2 separate regions of the Mus musculus genome follow, and region 2 is linked to region 1. A link is a contact called in public HiChIP or PLAC-seq data. All regions are on one chromosome and are shown on one strand. Each heading gives the region's core, a stretch centred on a gene start, on an enhancer-like site or on the middle of the called end of the contact. The rest is flanking DNA. Distances are from core to core; before and after follow the strand shown. Region 1 overlaps Thsd7a (thrombospondin, type I, domain containing 7A). Region 2 has its middle 18 kb from the start of Tmem106b.

Region 1 (4,478 bases), core at 683-3,182:
GGGCATAATCATGATGAAACTTTGTGTTACATTTAGAGATTTATGTCTAAAGATAGCAGGGTGAAGTTTTTGATATTTTGTAACATCAGCTTATACTTGACTTTTGGGTTCTCAGTGCTCTTGGTTTTGGAGTATCAACTGATGACTAGTTCTTTATGGCAGCTGCCTTAAGACAAAAACTAGGCAAAGCACCTGCCAACAGTCTACCTTTCCTTTGGAGTTGTCATTGAGCCCAGGCATATTTCATTCTCTTTAGGGTGACAGGTCATATAGTTCCCAAGCAACCAGACACATTGGTGAACCATGCTCCAGAAGAGGGTGCTTTCTTAATCTTCCCCTCAAGAGTCATGAGCAGACATCCAGCTAAAGATGCTTTTCCAAGAGTGAATTGGCTGGAAAAAATGAAATTAAAATCATACATAACACATTTAATTCATCACCTCAATTAGCCTCAGCTTATGAAATTTATTATTTAGAAATGTTTCCAAAAGGTCTCATGTGAAAAAAAAATCTCGTTTATGAGGTCCAAACAAAGCGATTACTCAGCCATGGACAGTCTTCACATATCTTGGGTATCCTAATTTTATATAGGTCCTTCCTGCTCCTTCCCATTGCTTGTCTGAGTAGTTCACTGAGCAGTGACTGTTTTCATATATTCTATTTGTATCCCAATTACCTACTCTGTAGAAGCAGCTAATCTATGTGGTGTTATGATTTGCTTTCTATGATTTAATTCATATGTAGTAAAAATGCTTATGTATAATATCTTGATGCATTATATTTTTACTAATATTTCCATTGCTTCTTTTAATTCCACATTTAATTTGAATGATAATTTGGGGATTTGAGATAGTCTAAGAATATTGGAAATAATGATGCCTGTAGCAGGAGCCATTATTTCTAGCTCTCCTTTAAAGTTGCATTAAAAGTTCCAATAATTTGTAGGTAAAGCCCCATCATCATTTTCTTCCTTCTATTAAATAACTGTTGGGAGAGTATGTCAGTGCTTTGTTCTTCTCAATTAAACACTTGCTCTGTGTATAGAATTAGAATAAAGATTGGTTTATGCTTCAAAGATACCCCTAATTAAGTGATGAGCTAATGCATTCTGAAACCTGTTTTGTTTTCAACTCAGAGTCTGTGTCTGTTGCCAATTATCCCACAATTAATTGCAGTTTCAGTGTGAGAGATTCTGTTTCCTTTCTCGCTGCGCTGGAGGAGATCCCCTAACAGAAGCTTCTCTGATCTTCCAGCTTTGCATATCTTTCTGAAGTGCTATGACATACAGAGATTCACTCATTGCATTTCAATAGGGTCTGTTGTCCACTGAGCATATTTGATCAGTGAGTTAAGAATATATAATGGCTGTATGGACATCAAAGGGAAAGAGAAGGTCAAGCACAGGCAGATACTATAAGTCCTATTTTGATTTTTGTACTCCCTGACCCAAATTGTTTTATATGCATATTTCAAACAAGACATTATGCCACACACTACAGTAGTATATAATAGTGAATCTTTATAAAGTCTTATGAAATGCAAATATCTTACAGTAATGTCAAATATTAATTCCCAAAGAATAGTGACAATTTTCACTTTAATAACTGCATAAAGAAATACTACGACTTTCAATCTACACTGACCCAAAACTTAATAATGACACTGCTACTTACTGAATATAAAACATGCAAAGAAAATATCTCAAGTCTTTAGATCATGTAACATATGGATACTAAATAATGCACAGAAGTTTGAGTTTGTGAATTAATTTGAAGCCATTTCGGCAACACAGTAGATGTATGCTTATATCTGCAACCACCAAGTTAAAGTAAGTGCATTCTAGCTTCAACGGGCTCCAAACACATCTGAGAAGCTGCGATAATGGCAAATGGTGATTCATATGCTAGTACACTTGGGGAATTTTGATGTTGAATCATGGGTTATTTAGATAGCTCATTCTGGCCTTGAGGAAATGACTGGCTGAGTGTTGCACATCCTTTCTCCGTGTAGTATTTGCTTCCAGCATATTCACACAGAGAATACTCAGTAGAATTTCTTCTTAAAAGAGTTCTCTGAGAGTTAAGCAAAGAATAGTATGAGTGACTCCCTAAAATAGCCAGATCAATCATGTCAACTTAGCCTAGCACCAGAGGCAGGAGGACAAAGAAAGAACAAGCAAACATTTTAGCAACCAGAATACCAATGATTATACTTGTTAATGCTGAATACCTAGCATGGGCCGTATTGACATCTAGGTGCTCTACATTTGTACTTAGACCCTTCAAAGGTCTGCTGAGTTGGCTCTTTTCACCATTTATAGGTAGAATAGATATAAAGAACATTCATTTTGCATATAGGCAGAAACCATGACTCCCTGAGAAACCAAGCTTCTGGCTATTCAATCAAACACTGGATTGTAGGCTGCTGGATGTGAATTTCTGTAGATATAATTAAAATTTCAGGTTAATTAACACAGATAAGATTTTCCTGGTCATTTTGCTTGACAGAATCATGCAAGCATTTCCCCATTAATTAATTAATTTATTTATTCACTTTATATCCTGATCGCTGCCCCTCTCCCTTCCGAGTCCCACACTCACATACCCTACCCCTCCTCCAATTCCTACTCCCATTCATATCTGAGAGGGTCGAGGTCCCCCATGGATGCTTTCTCAGGTTTTAGGCAAAAAAGAGAACATAAAATATAGGCCAGAGGATGGTTTGTAAAGGTAATAGCACTTAGACGATTGTAGATAAGCAGATGAGATGACTACAGGCAATTCCTTGCTGATACACACAAAATAGGAAGAATTGTGCTTATAAAGATAGTATCAAAGACCTGGACTCTGCCTACATTCTGAATGAGTGTCATGAAGGATTTCCCAACAGGTTCCTTATATTATCACACTTAATTGAGTCAATGTCTAAATTACAGCCTTGTTATACCTTAAGCATCGAACTCAGCAACATGGTACCAACTTCTTACTATAAAAATATGAACCGATAACTGTAACTGGGTATGATCTCTTTATAGTGATTTGTTAAGCAGCAATTAAAAGTTAAATATAGTCATACCATTACTGAGGGTGCATGCTAGGAAGCTCTATAGAATTAGAAGTTAGACTAAAACACTGGGGCAGATTTCACACTCAAGAAGTACTCATAGACTGGGGACAGAGGTGAGATCTAGAAACAAGAAGGTGGCCATGGTAAGTAACTTGACATGGGTGGTCACCTAAAGGGAAAAAATGATCTGAGGTGTCACTGAACTTTGAGAGAGAATGAAGAAAGATCCAGCCTGGCTGAGAAGGGCCATTTCTCTATAGTCTACTTAGCATCATGAGGATGATATTGGCTTAGAAATCAGCTAACTTTGTATTACCCAGAAGGTTCTTAGAGATGCTGAATATCACTTTCCAACCTACACTTAATAAGCGGGCTGTGCGCATTAACAATATTTTCACTAGCATGATCAATTTGAATACTATTTGAAAAAATACTGAACTAAGAGAAAACGAGTATTGTATATACCTATCAGCTTGTTAGTTGAAGTAGAAGCTCAGGAAAAAGAAACCAAGAGTTGGGAATTATTTGGTACCACTGTCTATCCTCTAAATGAGTTACAATGATGCAAATAGTTTACAGTGTTCTAAACAAATGGAGTATACAGTAAGAGAAAATCGATTTGCAAATCTTTGAAGCAAGAACTTTACAAAAAAAATGTTGCTTCAGCTGAATGGTATATGAAAGATCTGGTAAGATATGCATTGTATGGTTTATGGTCGAACATATCTTACAGGGCTCACATCAAATAAGTTGCTCTGCTCACATTGTGTTTACTTACATCGTTAATTGAATGCAGATTTAGAAAACCACCATTAAGAAAAACCCTACAAAGTCTTATTACTTGCAGGAATTTGAAAGCAAATTGTACTCTGGCAAGTTCTGCAAACACACCTTTAAAAGTAATCAGAACTATGAGAAGAAAGTTTTCAAAATCAACTCCATGAATCAGGAATATATTTTCATCTTCATGTAAAATAAAATTAATAAACTCAAATACCACATTTCTTTACCGAAGGCTTTGCAAACAACCTAGGCAGATAAATTTAAATATAGAGAGTTCTTTAAAATTGACATTTTTTTTTTTTTTTTACCAAGTGGAAACTGAAATTACTTGTAGATGAAGTCTGTTATTTTTTCCTTGGGCTGCTGAGCAATCATGAATGCAGTATTACTTGTTAGGCAGATAAGGCACCGAGAGCAAACAGCCAGGAAATCCAGAGCATACATGCCATATAAAAGATTGTTATTAAGATCAAAATAAATTACTGCAATTTTCAGAATTGATTGAGAAACTGATCTGGTCCTTATCTATTTTTAAAGAATGTTGTGTATAAACATAAATGAAAGCAAGCCAAATGTGCTCTTACCATGATGGTTTTTAAGACTTTATATGAAGTTCTTGCTGGTTTTGT
Region 2 (4,478 bases), core at 673-3,172, 450 kb before region 1:
CTGTGCAAAAGTTCCTTTTTTGTTTTGGGAAATAGTTATGGGGTTGAGCATAGCTATACAAACTGATTGAACTGGCTGCTTAATATCTGCAATTTACTTTTTTTATAAATCATTTATAATGTATTACAATCTCCATTCTTTCTTTTCCATAGCATTATTTTCCACTTTGAATGTTCTGAGTTTTTTGTTCTGTTTTGTTTTAATTTCTAAGTTTCAGTTCTTCAGACTCTGTTCCCTCAAACAGTGAGGTTCTATGATCTCTATTACAAGGACCTGTTTTATATTGCTAACCTATAAACTCTTGTTAGTATTCAGTCAGTTTCTTATTTTTTTACAGTACATGCAAATTGCCTTGGTTTGACTGATATTGTCCACTGTAGTCACCTTCTTTGATATTTGTTGTTCTTCTTATTTTCCTCTATTGTGGCTCCCTTGCTTCTTTTGATCTTTAATAACTTCATATCATATGAACACTGAACTGTATAAACATTTAAATTATTTTCTAGTGTGTATGTATCTTTATCATAAAGACACCTCCAACAGCTTTGTTCTATGAAACTAATGACAGACAGAATTTTCTTCTATTGTTTGAGACAGGATCTCATGTATATTCTAGGTTGCCCTGGAAATTACTATGTAGGTCAGGCTGGCTCAGACTTGATATGTAACACAGGTTGGCCTCTACTTTATTATCCTCATAACACAGGTCTCAAGTGCTAAGATTACTGGCATAAAAACCATACCTAATATACTGAGTTTGAAATAAATATTAATATTACATACTTTAAACCTGAAAGAAATGACCTTTTTGAAAAGTAAATTAAGGTAAAGAGATGAGTAATGAGAAGAGTTGATGGTGGTGATGTTTAAATAGATGCATTTTTCTTGTATACCTGATCTGATGATAATTATGAAGAACCACATAATCCAATATATGTAGTTAATATCATGAAAATTAGTGTGTAGATCTTCTTTTATGATTATCCACTTTCTAAACCGCTTTTAAGCTCTGCTAGAGCAAGGGTACTGAGGGAAAACAGGCATTTCTATAACATACAGAATTTAGGAACAGAAAATAAGTTCACACTGATTACAGAGAACAGATAGAGTTTGTAGTAGTTTTAAATCTGGTATGGATGATAAAGCAACATGCCATGCAAATCTTAGTCTGAAAAAGGACTTAGAAGATCCTGCAGAATACAGGAGTAGAGGGATGAGATTCCTGTTGCACAGAGTTGCAGGGATAGTGCCACAGAAGTGTGCCTTTCTGGACAGCTGATGAAATTTACTGCAGCTTTCCCCCTGGGATCTTACCCTGGGTTATAGGCCAGAGTGCTCACTAGGAAGGGTATGTATGCATCAGGGTCCTCATGCCTTGGACAAGGAAAGCACACAGCTGGCAACGCTAGCAATGACCAGATCTAGTATTCTGCTCTTCTCAGTGTACTGTTCTTGGCACTGCAGTTCATTTCTGTTCCATTTTAGGCTTGGAATGTGCTCATTATCTTCCGACTGTGCTCTCCCCCACTTCTTTTACTGATTAATCATCTTTCCTAGCTAATGTCATGGACCCAATAGGTCACCAGTTCTTTATTTTATTATTGAATTAATTGCCTACTTGGAAGTGCATTTTTCTACATTTCTATGGCTTTTTTTTGAATTTTTTGTTTAATATAATTATTCCTGTGATATCAGCTGACTCATTTCTACTGACATATTTTGTAGAACTCATGGAGTACTTGGCAGAACTACTTTGAGTCACAAATACTAAAGTAAACAATACATAGAGAACATTTAACAGACTTTGGCACCAGCCAAGCAAGCAAACCAAGAGATGTAATCTCTTTCTAGAGTGGACTACCCAATGACTAATGGAAAATTACAGAGATCACTTCTAGCTTTGACATTCCAACAAGGTGAGACTTTCACAAGAGATCAGGCATTAGTATGTAATAAATAACTAGAGCATGCAGGCAGAAAAACAAGCCTTGGATAAACAACGTGTGTCAGGAAGGTTCTACCTATTTCGTCATTTCTATTTCTATTTCCAGAATTTGGCTGGAAGAACCATTCAAAGTACATTCTGTAAAGACATCTTGGAGGGGTATTGTTGTTCTTTTTGTTTTTGTTTTTGTTTCGTTTTTGGTCAGGAATCTATGAGAACTATAGCAGTAAGTTTCCTGATTCCGTTTCATGAGGAAGCTTCTTCTTGAAGTAGATGGTAATTAACGCAGAGTTGCAGCTAGACATTGTACAGTGAGAGACTTTGGAGTGCTCAGCCCTAAATGGGATGTCCTATAAAACCCCTCCCTTCGAGGCTCAGGGCTTTATGTGGAACAGGAGACAGAAGGAGCCAAAGAACCAAAAGTGATGGGTGACTCCAATCCAACATGGCCAAAGCACATATGGATGAATTCAGAGAGACTGTGACATAGCATGCATCAGCTCTGCACAGGTTCAAACCAGACAAAATCCCATAGAGTAGTGAGCACGAAGTTGTACCTTAGCCACAAAGCTATTTACAATTGATACCAGCTGGAAAAGGAAACAGAAGCTTCTTTGGTGGAATTGGACAAAGTACACCCCCCCACACTCCAGGGCAGGCCTTTCCATGATCCTAACTCAAGTCCTCGTTCATTCAAATCCAGAGTTAACTTGAGTTTCTATTCAATATTTTATGGTCTAGAGACAGTTCTGGGAAAAATACATACTAAATTTCAAAAAATAATATACAACTCCCTTTTTATTATTCTCATCCTTAAACACCTTTGTTTACAGGAGAAAGCAGAATTGGACAGGGAATTCAAGACTATCCAATAGGTAGTTAGAATCTAAAGAAATATTTTAAGCATAATTTGGAATAAAATTTGCTATTATAAGTATTTAGCTTTCATTGTTTCATGCCAATCAGTGGGTGGAGCTTAAGAATTAATCCAAAGTGTTTCCATTTGTTCACTTATCAAATGGTATTGAGCATTATCTCTGTGTTAAGGGCTGCTCTAGACTAAAGGAAAATAAACATAAGCAGGGGTGGGTCTTGACTCCACTCAGCTTACACATCTGGGAATGCAGGCAAACTGGTTAAAACAGAGGACTGCCCTAAAAATGTCAAACAGTAGCAAGCTCAACAGAACAATGAGAGTCAGGGCAAAAAATAAAAGAAAGATGAGTACATTATTAATTTATGTGAATTCTTGTGAGGTTCTTCACTGGTACTTCAGTAGAGAGCTGATGAAACAGAGGAGCCTGACACGTGCTTCTTTGGAAAAGAACATCAAACAGAGGCATAGTAATGCTTCAGAGGTGGAGAATCAACATATCCTCAACCTGGAACTTAGGAAGAGCCCTGTGGATTTGAAGAATGAGTCCGGGGAGAGCTGAGGTCTCAGAATCTGTTTAGACAAACAGACCTTGTGATCACTGGCTCAACGCAGTGGGAAGCCACAAGACATTCGATCTGTGGAATATTATGGTCTGATTTACACTTAAAATATTAGAACGGTTCTTATGCAACCGTTTTTATGTTCAGTTTTATAAGGTCATTTGAGCAAAGTGGCTACAGATACATAGGCACTGCAGACTCCAGACTTGCTGGTAGCCACTCCATTCTTAAAGCAGACTCCAGTTAGCACATTGTAAGGAGCTGGAGTTCTTAGTCACAGAGATGAAGGAAAATTAATTCTGCTAACCATTTACAAATTTTTGAGCGATGCATTCCCAGCTCAAGAACACAGTAAATATGGAAAACCTTGCTGACATGTTTATTGAAGCATAAAACCCTAAGGAAGGAGCCAGAGAAGCTGTGCTTAAATTCTTGACACAGGGATACGGCTTATCTGTTAAGCTGTAGTAATACTTTTATGTTGTAGATGACAGATGATATAGTTTCCATCAAAACCATAAGTAGATGTAGTTGACATAAGTAGATAAAAGATCATGTAGAGTATAACATCTAAGAACTACCAATATAACTTTGAATATAGACTCCTTTTATTTACATTTTTGTAAAAGGTCTTAACTGTCACCTCTAAAGGCTAAATCCAACTTCTTAGAAGAGAAAATCATATTTGCCAAGTGTAGATAAAATGTCTATTTATGAGCAAAGTAAGTACAGTCCAGAGAATTCCAGGTATCTAAGGTAAGCATGTTGAAAAGGCTCAAGCGAGGAAGCATACAGTGGTCAGGGAAGAAATGGGGCTAGTTCTGGGTTTTTGCAAGTTATACTTATTACAACACAAGGCTGATAGAAAACTGACTACATTACTTTTGACCTATAAAGAACACAATTTAGCTCCATTAATAGAATATGAAGGATCCCACAAAATGATGAGTGTTGATACACAGAGTAATACTCTGAACTCCTAAAAACGTCAAATGATGGATGTTCTGTTTAGCAGGAGAGTTGGCAGACATCTCAGTCCATCTCTGTGAAGAATAGGGCAACTCCACGCAACCTCATAATAGAATGGCATTCTCTC

The links. HiChIP or PLAC-seq counts read pairs in DNA pulled down with a chosen protein or histone mark.
Region 2: a contact with region 1 is called in an H3K27ac HiChIP or PLAC-seq map of the NIH/3T3 cell line, with 4 times the contacts expected there. The contact joins two enhancer-like sites. A contact is called at or near these places in 1 of 39 promoter capture datasets (hippocampal neurons) and 2 of 115 datasets of contacts at active chromatin or transcription factors (the NIH/3T3 cell line and stem cell-derived neural progenitor cells).

What each region holds. Positions count from the first base shown.
Region 1 is chr6:12,599,840-12,604,317 of GRCm38.p6, reverse strand. The region is part of intron 1 of Thsd7a (thrombospondin, type I, domain containing 7A); the gene reads left to right. Among named protein-coding and RNA genes, the nearest start is that of Thsd7a, 150 kb to the left of the region's middle. Within about 2 kb of position 1,932, at least 11 of the 459 cell types and tissues checked have an H3K27ac peak or open chromatin away from gene starts, as enhancers often do. A contact at or near this core is called in the NIH/3T3 cell line, where this site is marked.
Region 2 is chr6:13,049,970-13,054,447 of GRCm38.p6, reverse strand. No RefSeq gene overlaps it. Among named protein-coding and RNA genes, the nearest start is that of Tmem106b, 18 kb to the left of the region's middle. Within about 2 kb of position 1,922, at least 58 of the 459 cell types and tissues checked have an H3K27ac peak or open chromatin away from gene starts, as enhancers often do. A contact at or near this core is called in the NIH/3T3 cell line, where this site is marked.